Linked DNA regions of Bos taurus: region 1 is linked to region 2. The links are chromatin contacts, called in public Hi-C maps. All regions are on one chromosome and are shown on one strand. Each heading gives the region's core, a stretch centred on a gene start, on an enhancer-like site or on the middle of the called end of the contact. The rest is flanking DNA. Distances are from core to core; before and after follow the strand shown. Region 1 overlaps IL17D (interleukin 17D). Region 2 holds the start of XPO4 (exportin 4).

Region 1 (6,595 bases), core at 2,001-4,500, 130 kb after region 2:
CTCATCCGACTAAAAATATCCACCCCTCTCCCACCAGTCGGCCTTGGGGACGCGCTGGCCAAGGCGCTTGGACAAGACCCCCGCCCATCATGTAGCATCTGGGTTCATGGCCAGGGTTTCTCTCAAAACACAGAGATGCTGCCAAGGGAGGGGCACCACGCATCCATGCCATGGCACCCAGCACCAGGGGGCCTGTGGGGACCACAGCGGGGAGAGGGGAGGGACCCAGATGCCTCGGGACACAGAACAGATGCACATTCAAGCGGATCCCCCGCAACCTCCTGCCTTAAGATCCCAGAAAGACTCTTGACTGGAGCACTTTGTGAAGAACACTGCCATCAAGAGCCACCAGAGGGGTTGTCCCTGTCACCAACAAGGACATACCACAGAGCTGCTCTGCGTGCGCGCCCGCCTAGGGGAACGGGAACCGGGCCAGGTCTCCTCTGCTGGGACCCACATGTGAAGCTTGGCCGGAGGCAGCGACAGCTGGCCGGCTTAATCCAGGAACAAAGGACGTGAGGAGGGGATGGAAACCGAGCCCAGAGGAATGTGGGTGACGGCAGGGCCAGGAAAAGCCGCCGGGCCCCAGACCATAGGAAACAATTTGAAGCAGCTCATGAGGACGGTGAGCAGGTCGAGGACAGAGCTGCCGAGTCAGTGCACAAACCCACCCTCCCTCTTTGCAAAACACAAACTAGTCCACAAACAACAGAGGCTGTGGGGTCGTCTCTTTCACAGCAGTCAGTCTCAAGACCCCAGACCCCAAAGCCGGGAAGAAGTGGGGAAAGGCCCTCCGCCACAAGCACTGGAGGAAGTGGCCTCAACAGCCCAGGGTCCCCAGATCCCAAGGTCAACAGACTTTCTTAAAGGGGTGGCCTGGAATGAGGGTCCTGAACCTACAATTTCATTCTGACCTGGATACCAACCAGCAAAAGGGGCACGTCACTCCCACTGGTTCTCGGCAAAGTGGAGGTCCCCCAGCTTCCTGAAGGCAGGACTGATAAAGTTACATTTTTACCAATGTTTTCTGCTTAAAAAAGATGCCTGTAATCCCGAGGTTCCAAGGTATCAGAGACTCTGCCCAAAGTAATCTGTCAAGTCGTGCAGTTCTTGTCAATCTCTTTTAAAACTTGGCAAGCTGACCCTAAAATTCACACAGACAGAAAAGGGCCCAGAATAGCCTAGACCGTGATGGGGAAGGACAGGGGGACCTCCCACCAGCCATCAAGGTAACAGCTAGTAACAGCAGTGGCCCTTGGGGAAGTTTAGGGGGCATGTTCCCTTCCCAAGAGCCGGAACGTCTCCTGCATGGGTGCAACTGGGGCAGAAACCAGGCTTCCAAACTGGTTTCCAGAAGCACATGGTGACGTGGGGCCTGTGACAGCCCTGACTTCTCACCCTTCAGGCCACACCCAGGAGCTCAGCCCTCTAGCCACCAGGAGGCCCAGGACAGAAGCCCCCCAGCTGGGCTGTAGCCCCAGGCACCTCGGAGGTGGGGAGCGTTTTCCGATACACTTCCATCTCAGGATGCCCCCCACCACCCGCTGGGACACCCCAGCCGAGGAGTCTAACTAGAGCTCAAGGCCACTGCTAACCCAGCATGGACAGAGTGGCGCTGAGACTGCCAGACATAGCCAGGCAGTTGAGCCCTCCCCAGGGCTTGGAGCTCAGCCCAGGGCCAGGCCTGAAAGCCCCCTAGACAATCCTGCCCAGCCAAGCGGAGGGCACCAGGCCCAGGTCTGAGGCCACGAAGCACCAAGATGGGGTCTGTGGTTCTCTGTGGAAAAGGCCCCACAGCTGGGGGGAGGGAAGGGGACGAGGGGACAAAAGACCTCAGCACCGGCACTTAGGCCAAGCCAGACAGGCCTTCGACATGGCCCTGCCTGACAGGAACCTGGGTGGTGCATCCCAGGGGAGGGCCGTGGGGAGGGCAGCAGGCCTGACCCACTCAGACCCCGAGGCCACCCCTTGGGAGCACCTGGCCCCATGCCGGTGAGGACAGCCAGGGTCAATCACCCCAGGCCGAGGCCACCATGCTGCCATCCTGAAGCTGAGCCAGACCCATGGGGTTCTCTGCCCGCCAGGCTGGTCCCCATTCCCATCCCTGCAGGGGGACCGGAGGCTCCCCGGGGCTCAGCCCCACCACCGGGGGTCTTGGAAAGGGTGAACCCACTGAGGCCACAGCAGACGCGCCCACCTGGAGGTCAGGGAAGAGCCCGGAGACACTGGAGGACCAAGAGCTGCCCAGGGACAGAGAAGGGGCCAGGTAAGCCAGAAGTCCCTGGCCGTCTCCTCCCTCGGGGCAGATGCCACGCATTCTGGGCAGCCAGCAGGTCTCTTCAAAGGAAAACAGAACTCTTGCCACAGAGGCTCCAGGGAAGCAGCAGAATCTGGGGTCGGAGCCATGTTCTCGCGCTGTCCCTGGGGTGAGCGGGCAGGACACCCCCTCGTGAGGAGCTTCTGGAAGGTTACCGTCTCCCTGACCTCGTCAGCTGGGGGCAGCGCACGCACCGCCCTCCTCCAAGCCTCACCAGGCGGCTCTGGAAGATGGATGCCAAGAGTTTGTCCACCCTCTGCCTGCACGGCCCCATGTTGGCCTGAAGAGCACAGACACTGTATCCGGACATCAGGATCTGAGAAGTGACTACGTCATGGAACAGTCATGCACCCAAGGAAACCACGTAGAGCAAAACCCAGCAGTCGGAGAAGACAACCTTTAAGGCACAACACTCTCACCCTGTGACAAGGCTCCCAATGGCACTTGTATTTTTACTCTCAAACAGTGGTGGCTGGAGCCAAGCCTGCTGTGCTCTGAGAAGCTTGGAGAAAAAGAAAAACGATACAGGATCTTGACTTATTAAAGTCATTTATCCGTAAAAATATGCCAGGGAGTCACGCCAACATTTAACAAGCAGGTTTCAACAATGAGCTTGTCCTTTCTCTACCTCGGAGTCTGAGGATGCCCGCCCCCACCCCTATGTGTCACATGCTGTGGCTGGAGGCCACCCGCCTGGCCCTCTTCTCCCTCCCTCCCTGCCCTTCGTAACAGAAAGGACTCAGCGCCCGGGACGATGTGTAGACAAGACACAGACCCCGGTGAGGGCTGAAAGCTTCCTTTCTAAGTCATTAGGACAGTGAAACAGCCCCAGGCGGCAGTGAACTTGCAAAGGAGACAGAGACATGGCTCCCCAGGTTCAAAGACGCAAGGGCTGAGGGCGGGTGGGCCGGTGCTGCCCCCTAGCGGCCACCCCTGGGAGCCCCACTCCTGCCCATGGGCACCGTGCCCTAGGTGCCTGAACACGGGTCTGACCCTGCACTAGGGGAGGGAGGTCTTAGAGACAAAGCTAAGCAGGGAGACTAAGAAAGGGGAGGGCTGTCCCCAGCGTCAGGCTCTCTACCTCTCTACTCCACTTAATATTCTTTTACCGGGACTTCCCTGGTGATCCAGTGGCTAAGACTCCATGCTCCCAGTGCAGGGGACCTGGGTTCAATTCCTGGTCGAACTAGACTCCACACGCCACTACTAAGACCCCGCACAGCCAAATAAATACGAAAAAAAAAATATTATTTACAATTTTACAGTTCTTTTACAGTGAAGAAAAAATGATGTCCAGGGCATAGCCCTGGGCAGTGGATTCCACGAGGGGGCACTGCGAGGAGGGCGGCTGACGTGGGGTCGGGGGTGGGGGTTGGGGGAGAGAGCACCTGTTTCAACCTCCTGAAACCAACATCAACAAACACCCACTGAGGGGCTCGTGGGAATGAGGATGACCCCTGTGGGCACCCTGCTGGCCTGGCTGGGACAGGGGTGACCCCCTCCAAAAGCTTTTGGTGTTCCACCCCTGCTCCCCAGTTACCTGCACAGAGTTTGGGGTGCAGAGAGCAGAGCCAACTGAGTTCTCGTGGGAAAATTCCACTTTGCCACCGCCCCCTAACCCCGGGACGCCCGTGCAGGTCCCCCAGGCAGGCTCATCCCCCCGGCCCCACAGATGGCGGCCCCCACCCCGCCTGTCAGGTCCTCGGCCTCCCCTGCTGGTCCGCCCCCCTCCCTGTTCTGCTGCTTTCTCCCTCCGTTTATTCCCGAGCTGCTGCTTGATCCATGCGCTTGTCTACTACAGAATAAATGTAGGTGTGGTGACTTAAAGATCCAGGAGGAATCAACAAAGAAAAGTAGCAAAGCCTAAAAATATAAACCCCAAAGGAAAGTTATCTTTAGACTATACCCAAAATTGAGGAATATAAACAAGTAAAAATTACACAGCGTGTTGGAGGGTATTTATCTTTGGGGAGTCAATACAGCAGTGTGTATCTTTAAACCCTAATAAACCTGTGTTCTTATAATAGGTTCCTTAATATGTCAGTGTAGCTTAAAAATATCTATTGAGCAACCACACTGATTTTATTTTTGTCATATTTGTTTCTAAGCTTAAGAGAAATAAACAGGATGCCACAAAGTAAATGAGAAAATATTTTTCTATTCTGGAGGCTGAATGTTGCTTTTCTAAGAGCCCATGGGTGGGAGCACAGCAGGGGAACAGTGGCCTCTGCACCTGCATCCTGGCTGGGCCCCCGCCCCGTACACCCAGGCTCTGGGTCCCAGGGCTCTGACCTCCGTGCAGCCTGTGAGAGCGCACGGTTCCCGCCAAGCCAAGGCTCTTGGGAAATGGGCGGCTGTCATGACCCACTGAAGCTCCGTTTCTCCAGTGTCTGCTCTTTCCTCATGACTGGTAAATTTCCCTTTCTGCTTTCCACTGTAAAATTCAGATGCTTTGCCCAACCCCTTTTTTTGGAGCTTGGCCATGATGGTGGAGCAGGAAGACCACGAACTCATGTCCTCTCACAGGCACACCAAAATGACAAACATTTACACCAAAATGACAAACATTTACAGAGCAGCTACTGATAACACAGACCAGAACCTACCAGGAAAGATGCTCTATGACTGAAGGTAATGACACTCAGGCTATACACAGAAGCAAGATACTATACATAGAAAATCCTAAAGACACTACCAGAAAACTACTAGACTCCGTGAATTTGGTCAAGTGTCAGGATACAGGGCTTCCCAGGTGATTCAATGGTAATAAATTGGCCTGCCAATGGAAGAGATGCAGGTTCACTCCCTGGGTTGGGAATATCCCACATGCCTCAGGGCCACAACTCCTGAGTCTGTGCTCTAGAGCCCGGGAACCACAACTACTGAGCCCATGCACCCCAGAGCCTTCACTCCGCAACAAGAGAAGCCACCGCAATGAGAAGCCCACACACCACAACTGCAGAGTAGCCCCATCGTCACAACTAGAGAAAAAGCCTGGGCAGCAATGAAGACCCAGCACAACCAATATTTTACAAAATAATAACTAAACAAAAAATTTTTAGACTTTCAGGATACAAAATATACATTCCTATACTCTAGATGGGGAAACAATGGAAACAGTGACAGACTATTTTGGGGGGCTCCAAAATCACTGCAGATGGTGACTGCAGCCATGAAATTAAGACACTTGCTCCTTGGAAGAAAAGCTATGACAAATCTAGACAGCATATTAACAAACAGACATGCTTTGCCAACAAAGCTCCATCTAGTCAGAGCTATGGTTTTTCCAATAGTCATGTATGGATGTGAAATAGTTGGACTATAAAGAAAGCTGAGTGCCAAAGAATTGATGCTTTTGAACTGTGGTGTTGGAGAAGACTCTTGAGAGTCCCTTGGACTGCAAGGAGATCAAACCAGTCAATCCTAAAGGAAATCAGTCCTGAATATTCATTGGAAGGACTGATGCTAAAGCTCCAATACTATGGTCATATGATGCAAAGAACTGACTCATTAGAAAAGACCCTGATGCTGGGAAAGATTGAAGGCAGGAGAAGGGGACAACAGAGAAGGAGATGGTTGGATGGCATCACCAACTCAATGTACATGAGTTTGAGCAAGCTCCAGGAGTTGGTGATGGACAGGGAAGCCTGGCAAGCTGCAGTCCAGGGGGTCGCTAAGAGTCAGACATGACTGAGCAACTGAACTGACTGATATTCTAACTAAACAAAATATTAGAAAGAGAAATTCAAGAAACAATCCCATTTACCATCTCATCAAAAAAGAATAAAATACCTAGGAGTAAATCTACCTAAGGAGGCAAAAAACCTGTACTCTGAAAACTATAAGATGCTGATGAAGGAAATAAAAGATGATACAAACAGATGGAAAGACAGAACATGTTCTTGGATTGGAAGAGTATTTTTTAGATAACTGTACTACCTACCCAAGGCAATATAGAGATTCAATACAATCCCTATCAAATTACCCAATGGCATTTTTCATAGAACTGGAACAAGAAATTTTTAAAATTCACATGGAAATACAAAAGATCTTACTCTTGAGAAAGAAAAACAAAGCTGTAATAATCACACTCCCTGACTTCAGACTATACTACAAAGCTACTGTAATCAAAACAGAATGGTATTGGCACAAAAACAGACATATAGCTCAATGGAACAGGGCAGAGAACCCAGAAATAGACCCACACACCTATGATCAACTCATCTACAACAAAGGAGGCAAGAATACACAATGGTGAAACGACAGTCTGTTCAATAA
Region 2 (6,488 bases), core at 2,550-5,049:
GGACATCTTGAAATGTCAGTCCTGTGGCATCATTTGAAGAGCCTGATCAGGCCTGCTTAAGAGGAACTTGGTCCCAGGCTGAGGCTCCCCTCTGCCCCGCCTAGACCCCTGCCCTCTGCTCTGCCAGAGCTCCAGGCTCTGAACCCTGACAAACTGCAGCAGCCCTTTGCCACCTTCTCCATGGCATCTTCCCAGTCTTACCCCTGACACATCTACAATTTCTGTTTTCCAGGTGAGGAAGCCCCTACCCTCGAATGGCCTTTCCACACCATGACATCATGCGCTGCGATGGCACAGTAGCCCCTTAGGTGGTCGCCCCTTGGACTGAGCCTCTGGCCGGCTGAGTACCTGGAGGCTCCCCAGCAGCAGGGGGCTTGGGTAAAGCCTTTGGAAATCAGATGCAACTCATGCCTTTAGGTTGCTGGGTTGTTGGGGGAATTCCAGAGACCTCTTTGGAAAAGAGGTCTTCATCCCAGTCTCAAAAACTTTAATGGGATGGATGCCTTATAACATTCAACTTTATAAGGAAGATGGGATATTGTACTTGGTTAAACTGGTTTAGAAGTAAATTTCAAGATGATATGTTGTGAGAACAGGAGGGATAGAGCACTGCTGTTTACAGTTACTTTGAAAGACATCAGAACTGTGGTATGTTAATCAAGTATTTAATATTTAAGAACTCCAAATAGTAACATTTCAGACATATCATATGTGCAGAAATATGCTTTCTGTACCAAGGAAATATTTTAAAGACACGGTTCCCTTTTGGTCTTATGTTTTTATTTCTGGAGAAATATATTACGCTCCTATAAATTTGATATAATAATTCGGTTTTATACTGCTGCCTTCAAAGTTTTCAGAACTTTGGGTCATAAGATCCCTTAACACTTTCTGGATCAGGTGTCCTCTGTTGATATAGAATTATTTTTATTAAGTGTGGGCATTTAATTTGGGTTTAGAAATGCCTTTTTAAAGAGAGATTTGTTCTTGAGTCTCTCAAGTAAAATAGAATAATCTCTCACTCTGTCACATAATTTATGTTCCCTGTAAGTCTTCATTGTAGTTTTGACTTGGATAAAATTTCTTTTTTAAACAAGTATTTATTTGGCTGCATTGGGTCTTAGCTGCAGCACGTGGGACGCAGGCTCTCTGTTGTGGCATGCAGGCTGTGTTTGAGGCTTGCTGGGTTAAAGGCTTAATTGCTATGAGGCACATGGGGTCTTTGTTCTTCGGGGATGGAACCTGAGTCCCCTGCAGTGGAAGGTGGGTTCTTAACCATGGGACCACCAGGGAATTCCCTGAAACTGTTTTCTTAATTTCCTTTCCTGATGGCTCATTGTTAGTATATAAAAATGCAACTGACATTTTAAAATTGATTTTATATTTTGTAACTTTGCTGAATTCATTGATTAGTTCTAACAGATTTTTGTGGACTCTTTAGGATTTTCTATATATAAGGTCACATCATCTGTGTAGAGATAATTCTTCTTCCTTTTTGATTTGGATGCCTTTTATTTATCTTATCTAATTGCTTTGGCTAGGACATCCATTAGTATGTTGAATAGAAGTAATAAGAGGGAACATATAGTTGGATCCTGTGTTTTTAATCCATTTAGCTAATCTGTGTCTTGACTGGGGAGTTGAATCAATTCAGAGTAGTTACTGATAGGACTATTGTTCAGTTGCTCAGTCATGTCCGACTCTTTGTGACCCCATGGACTGCAGCATGCCAGGCCACCCTGTCCCTCACTATCTCCTGGAGTTTGCCCAAGTTCATGTCCATTGACTTGGTAATGCCATCCATCCATGGCTATAGGACTATAGCCATCTGAAAATAGTTTTGACCAAGATCCTCTGATAGGATCTTAGGGAACTCCTTTGTGTTCTGGGACTTAGTAAGTGTCCCTAGCCTACACTCTGAGAACTGTGGCTCTAAAGTATTTCAATCAGCATGTTTGTGTTGACAAGATGTTTATGGCTTCACACACACACACACACACAGACCAAAAAACCACCCCAAATCTCCCAAACTAAACCTGTTTCCAAGGAAAAGTATATAATATATTCAACTAATCACTTTTGGAGCCCAGGACATCACAGGTGTTAAAGGCATACCCAATGCCAAAGAAAGCTCAAACTACTGCACAATTGCACTCATCTCACATGCTAGTAAAGTAATGCTCAAGATTCTCCAAGCCAGGCTTCACCATTATGTGAACCGTGAACTTCCTGATGTTCAAGCTGGTTTTAGAAAAGGCAGAGGAACCAGAGATACCTTTTCTTCTTCGTTCTCAAAGAGCATCTCGATGCAAAGTTCTTGTGTAGCTGCACAAAACAAATGCTCTGGAACACAGGGCACAATCTGAAGCATTATATGCCTCAAACATTTAATGTCATAAAATACTCATTTGTCTACACTTTTGAAGATGTATCTTTGATCTGCAGTAATAACTCTTTGTAGCAGGACGCTACAAAGGAGACGCTTTGTAATCTTGCAGATTGCTATACAGATCTTCCTTGGCTTATGACGGAGTTAAGTCCCAATAAACCCATCATAAGTTGAAAACATCATAAGCTGAAAATGCATTTAATACATCCAACCTACCAAACCTCACAGCTTAGCCTCACCTACATTAAAGGTGGTCAGAACACTTATATTAGCCTCCAGCTGGGCAAAATAATCTAATAGCGAGTCTGTTTTATAATAAAGTGTTGACTGTCTCATTTAATTTAGTGAACACGGTACTGAAAGTGAAAAACAGTGTTTCTAAGATATCAGTTGTTCACCTTACTGATTGTGCACCACGTGAGTATCTGACCGCACATGCTGCCCAGGAAGAGATAAAAATTTGAAGTACAGTTTCTAATGAATATGTATCGCTTCACACCATGGAGCAGTCGTAAAATCATTAAGTCCAGACATTTGTACTTAGTGAAATATTTATTGAATGCCTTCTACATGTGAGGCACTATGTGAACCAATTTCACACAATTTTTTTAAAAAGCCATTAACTGCACTCACTTTACCCTTTTGTAACGAAATAAGAGGTACTTCCTTTGTTTCTTAAGCATAAAAACCTTGTTAATTCACTCACTTCCTCAACTTCATGTTGTAGAGATGCCAAATATAATAACTCGTTTCTCAAAGAAGCTAACAATGCAATTCTATTGCAGGGACATAAAAAAGGGAAAACCCGCAACTATGGCTTATTTACAACTGGAAGAAGAAATGAAGTTGTCAACAGAGGGAACTTACACTGAAACGAAAGTGACTTTCTGTGTACCCCAAGAAGCAGACCGGCACCAAGAGGTGGAAGCTAGTAGCAGGTATGCAGGTGTCGCTCAGAACAGAGCCTGGTCTCAGCAGTGAGGGCCGGCGCGAGCGCGGACAGGGCGCTCTCAGGCCCGGGTGGGGAAGCTGGACTCCGAGCCCCTCTGCCGGACCTGCCCGCCGGCTCCGCCAGGAAGTCGGCCCCGCACGGGGGCACGCGAGCGCGGAGCACGCGATCTCGCGGGACGCAAGCCGCCCTGCCCGAGAGGGACGCGTCCGCAGAGGACACGGCAGGGCCGGAGGCGCCCCCGGCCCGGCGGCGAGCGAGCGAGCAAGCGGGCGGACGAACCCCGAGGGAGCGCCCGCAGCCCTTGCCCGCCGGCCCGCAGCCCTGACCCCGCGACCCCGCGTCGACGTCGGCGGCCGCGACGGCTCGGCGGGAGCGCGCGAGCCCGAGGAATCTCGCGATTGGCCGGTCGGGCGCCCGCTCCCAAAATGCACCGCATGGCGCGTCATTGAAGAGAGACCATGATGGCGGCGGCGCTGGGGCCCCCAGAAGTGATCGCTCAGCTGGAGAACGCGGCCAAAGTTCTGATGGTGAGTGCTCGCGCCCCCGCGCCCCGCGCCCGCGGTCTCTGGCGGCGCTGCCGTGCTCGGCCTTGGCCCCCGCCGGACTGGCCACCGGCTGGGGCCTCCCGGGAGCCCAGAGCTGGAGCAGGCGGCGGTGGCGTGGCGCAGGACTCTCCTCCGCCTGCGCTCCTGTCTCTGCGCCCCTGGCCGGACTGTCCGCTCCCTGGCTGTGCGGCGCCCCAGCCGCTCCACCGAGTGGGGCCGGAGAAATGCTTCGTGAGCCCCGGCCCTCCGCTTGGGGTCGGGGGGAGGCGGGCGCTAGGTCGGGGCTGTGCGCGCCGCTGGGGAGCGGGTGCCGATGGAGGGCTGGCATGGCCCGGGTGCCGTCTGCAGCTGTGGTTCCGCTCGTGCCTTTGGGTCCCCGAGCGCTTTCTCCCACCTGCGACCGCGGCTGGGCAGTCGCAGCCGCCCGCACAAGGAAGGAACGGCGGGAGGGAGGGAGGAATATCCTAGGACCAAGGTCATTGGGACAGAACTTTGTCTGGGACCGAGCTCCGTGCGGGTCGTGCGTTGTGGAGAGTTGGGTGTGCAGCTCTGCTGGACTTTTTCCTGCTGCAGTACAATGAACAGAACAATTTAGTCAGTAGGTTATTACCTACTCGAGAAGGTGAGGCCGAGTCAAAGAGTAAGGCATTCCACTTAGAGTAGAAGCAAGGATAAACCATGTTTAGTTACTCAGTAAACTATTTGCTGGCTCAGTTTTGTTTTTGTAAACCACGACTTCCGTGTTTGTAGATTTCTTTGGAAGTTAGAGACTTGATTCCTTGAATGACAAATAGCCTTCCTAAGAATTGGATGCAGCAATCTTCGGTACCTTTTTGCACCTTTTACCCCCTTTTGGTTCGGTGTTCGGGTTACATCACATTTAAAGACATTTGAACTAATTCTCATATAGTTTTTAGTTCCTTTTATCAAGTTTTGTTTTCACACCCAAGACCAGATAGCTTATGAAATTTAGCTTATGAAGCTGAGAAGTTTAATTAAAGCTGGGTTTACTTGCCGCAATATGAACGAAGTTAGGTGAATCGTTTTTATCACAAAAAGTGACTTAGGGAACGTTTTCAGACTCTTGCAACTTAAGTCCAGGAAAAAACTAGCTATTATTCCCCTTAAATACCATGTTCTTAAAATTTCTGACTTAGAGCGTTTCCTGAGATATCTGGAAATTTTCTATAAGGTAAAGGCCTCGTTTTCATTAGACTTTAGAAGGAGTATGTGACCCCCCCCACCCCAACACTGCTTTAGTTCTCATGGAGATTAATATAAAATAGTTGTCCTTCATTGTTGATCTTAGTACTGGTTAGTATTTGTGCTTGGTAGGACCTTTTCTCTTCCCTGCAAAGCTATTCTTATCACCTGTAAGGGAGTAGGGGAGAAGAGTCTAGTAAATACTAGTAACTGAGTGCATATCACCCTCCAGACACTGTGCTTGATGCTTTACATACTTTGTTAATCCTTGCAACCCCTTTACAAGGTTGAGAGAGAGCTTAAGTAGCCAGGTTACATAATTACTTAGTGGCTGAATTAGGTGTACAATTCCCATCTGTGGTGCTAAAGCTGGGTCTCTTTCTGCTCTGCCTCACCACCTCTCCTGTGTGTTGTATTGGATTCTGTTTACATACTTGAAATCTTTCCAGAGAAGAGTATTGAAAAAAGTGTTATTAAAATAGAAAATTTCTTTTTGGAAAGTTCACTTACTGTTTGATAGTGTGGACGCTTAAGAGAGACTGCATGGTTTCCCAGATGGAAGCTGCAGTCCATCTTAAGAGTGACAATTGACATTTTACCCACTGCTTACTGTGTGTGAGGCACTATGCCAACCACTTCACATGTATTACCTTATTTGATCATCAGTAACTGTGAGGTAGTTACTACTTTCATTTTCATTTTATGGACTAAGGGACTGAAATATGTAGATGTTAAGTAATTTACCTAAATTTTCAAAGAAAGTGGTAGAGAGTGGGAAATCCAACGCAGGTTCATCTGTTACCAACCCGTGGTTTTTAGCCTTTGGGGTAGTGGGAATAGAAAGCAGGTGAAATAATTATTTGGGGTTACCTGGCATGCTGAAGTCCATGGGGTCACAAAGAGTTGGACACAATTGAGCAACTTAACTGAAGATTGTCAAACCTCTTTCAGTTACTTACTGTTCAGTTCAGTCGCGTCTGACTCTGCGACCCATGAACTGCAGCACACCAGGCCTCCCTTGTACAATGCCAACTCTCAGAGCCTACCCAAACTCATGTCCATTGAGTTGGTGATGCCATCCAACCATCTCATCCTCTGTCGTCCCCTTCTCCTGCCCTCAATCTTTCCCAGCATCAGGGTCTTTTCAAATGAGTCAGCTCTTCTTATCAGGTGGCCAGTGTATTGGAGTTTCAGCTTCAGCATCAGTCCTTCCAGTGTTCAGTAGATAAGTCCTGAACACCCAGGACTTACCTCCTTCAGGATGGACTGGTTGGATCTCCTTGCAGTCCAAGGGACTCTCAAGAGTCTTCTCCAACACCACAGTTCAGAAGCATCAATTCTTCGGTGCTCAGCTTTCTTTATAGTCCAACTCTCACATCCATACATGACTACTGGAAAA

What was found. Hi-C and Micro-C count contacts between places; a contact is called where the count stands out from the background.
Region 1: a contact with region 2 is called in a Hi-C map of skeletal muscle, with 4 times the contacts expected there. The contact joins the enhancer-like site here to the promoter of XPO4 in region 2. A contact is called at or near these places in 3 of 11 Hi-C or Micro-C datasets (liver, skeletal muscle and skin fibroblasts).

What each region holds. Positions count from the first base shown.
Region 1 is chr12:35,826,106-35,832,700 of ARS-UCD2.0, forward strand. All of the region lies in intron 2 of IL17D (interleukin 17D), which reads right to left. LOC132346770 (a long non-coding RNA gene) reads right to left here. Exons shown (of 3, transcript XR_009496720.1): 3 at 3,565-6,595. Among named protein-coding and RNA genes, the nearest start is that of IL17D, 19 kb to the right of the region's middle. Within about 2 kb of position 3,251, at least 30 of the 102 cell types and tissues checked have an H3K27ac peak or open chromatin away from gene starts, as enhancers often do. A contact at or near this core is called in liver and skeletal muscle, where this site is marked.
Region 2 is chr12:35,697,103-35,703,590 of ARS-UCD2.0, forward strand. XPO4 (exportin 4) reads left to right here and starts at 3,800. Exons shown (of 23, transcript NM_001098889.2): 1 at 3,800-3,868. The coding sequence starts at 3,800. LATS2 (large tumor suppressor kinase 2) reads left to right here. Exons shown (of 10, transcript XR_003037539.2): 9 at 233-378; 10 at 3,175-3,248.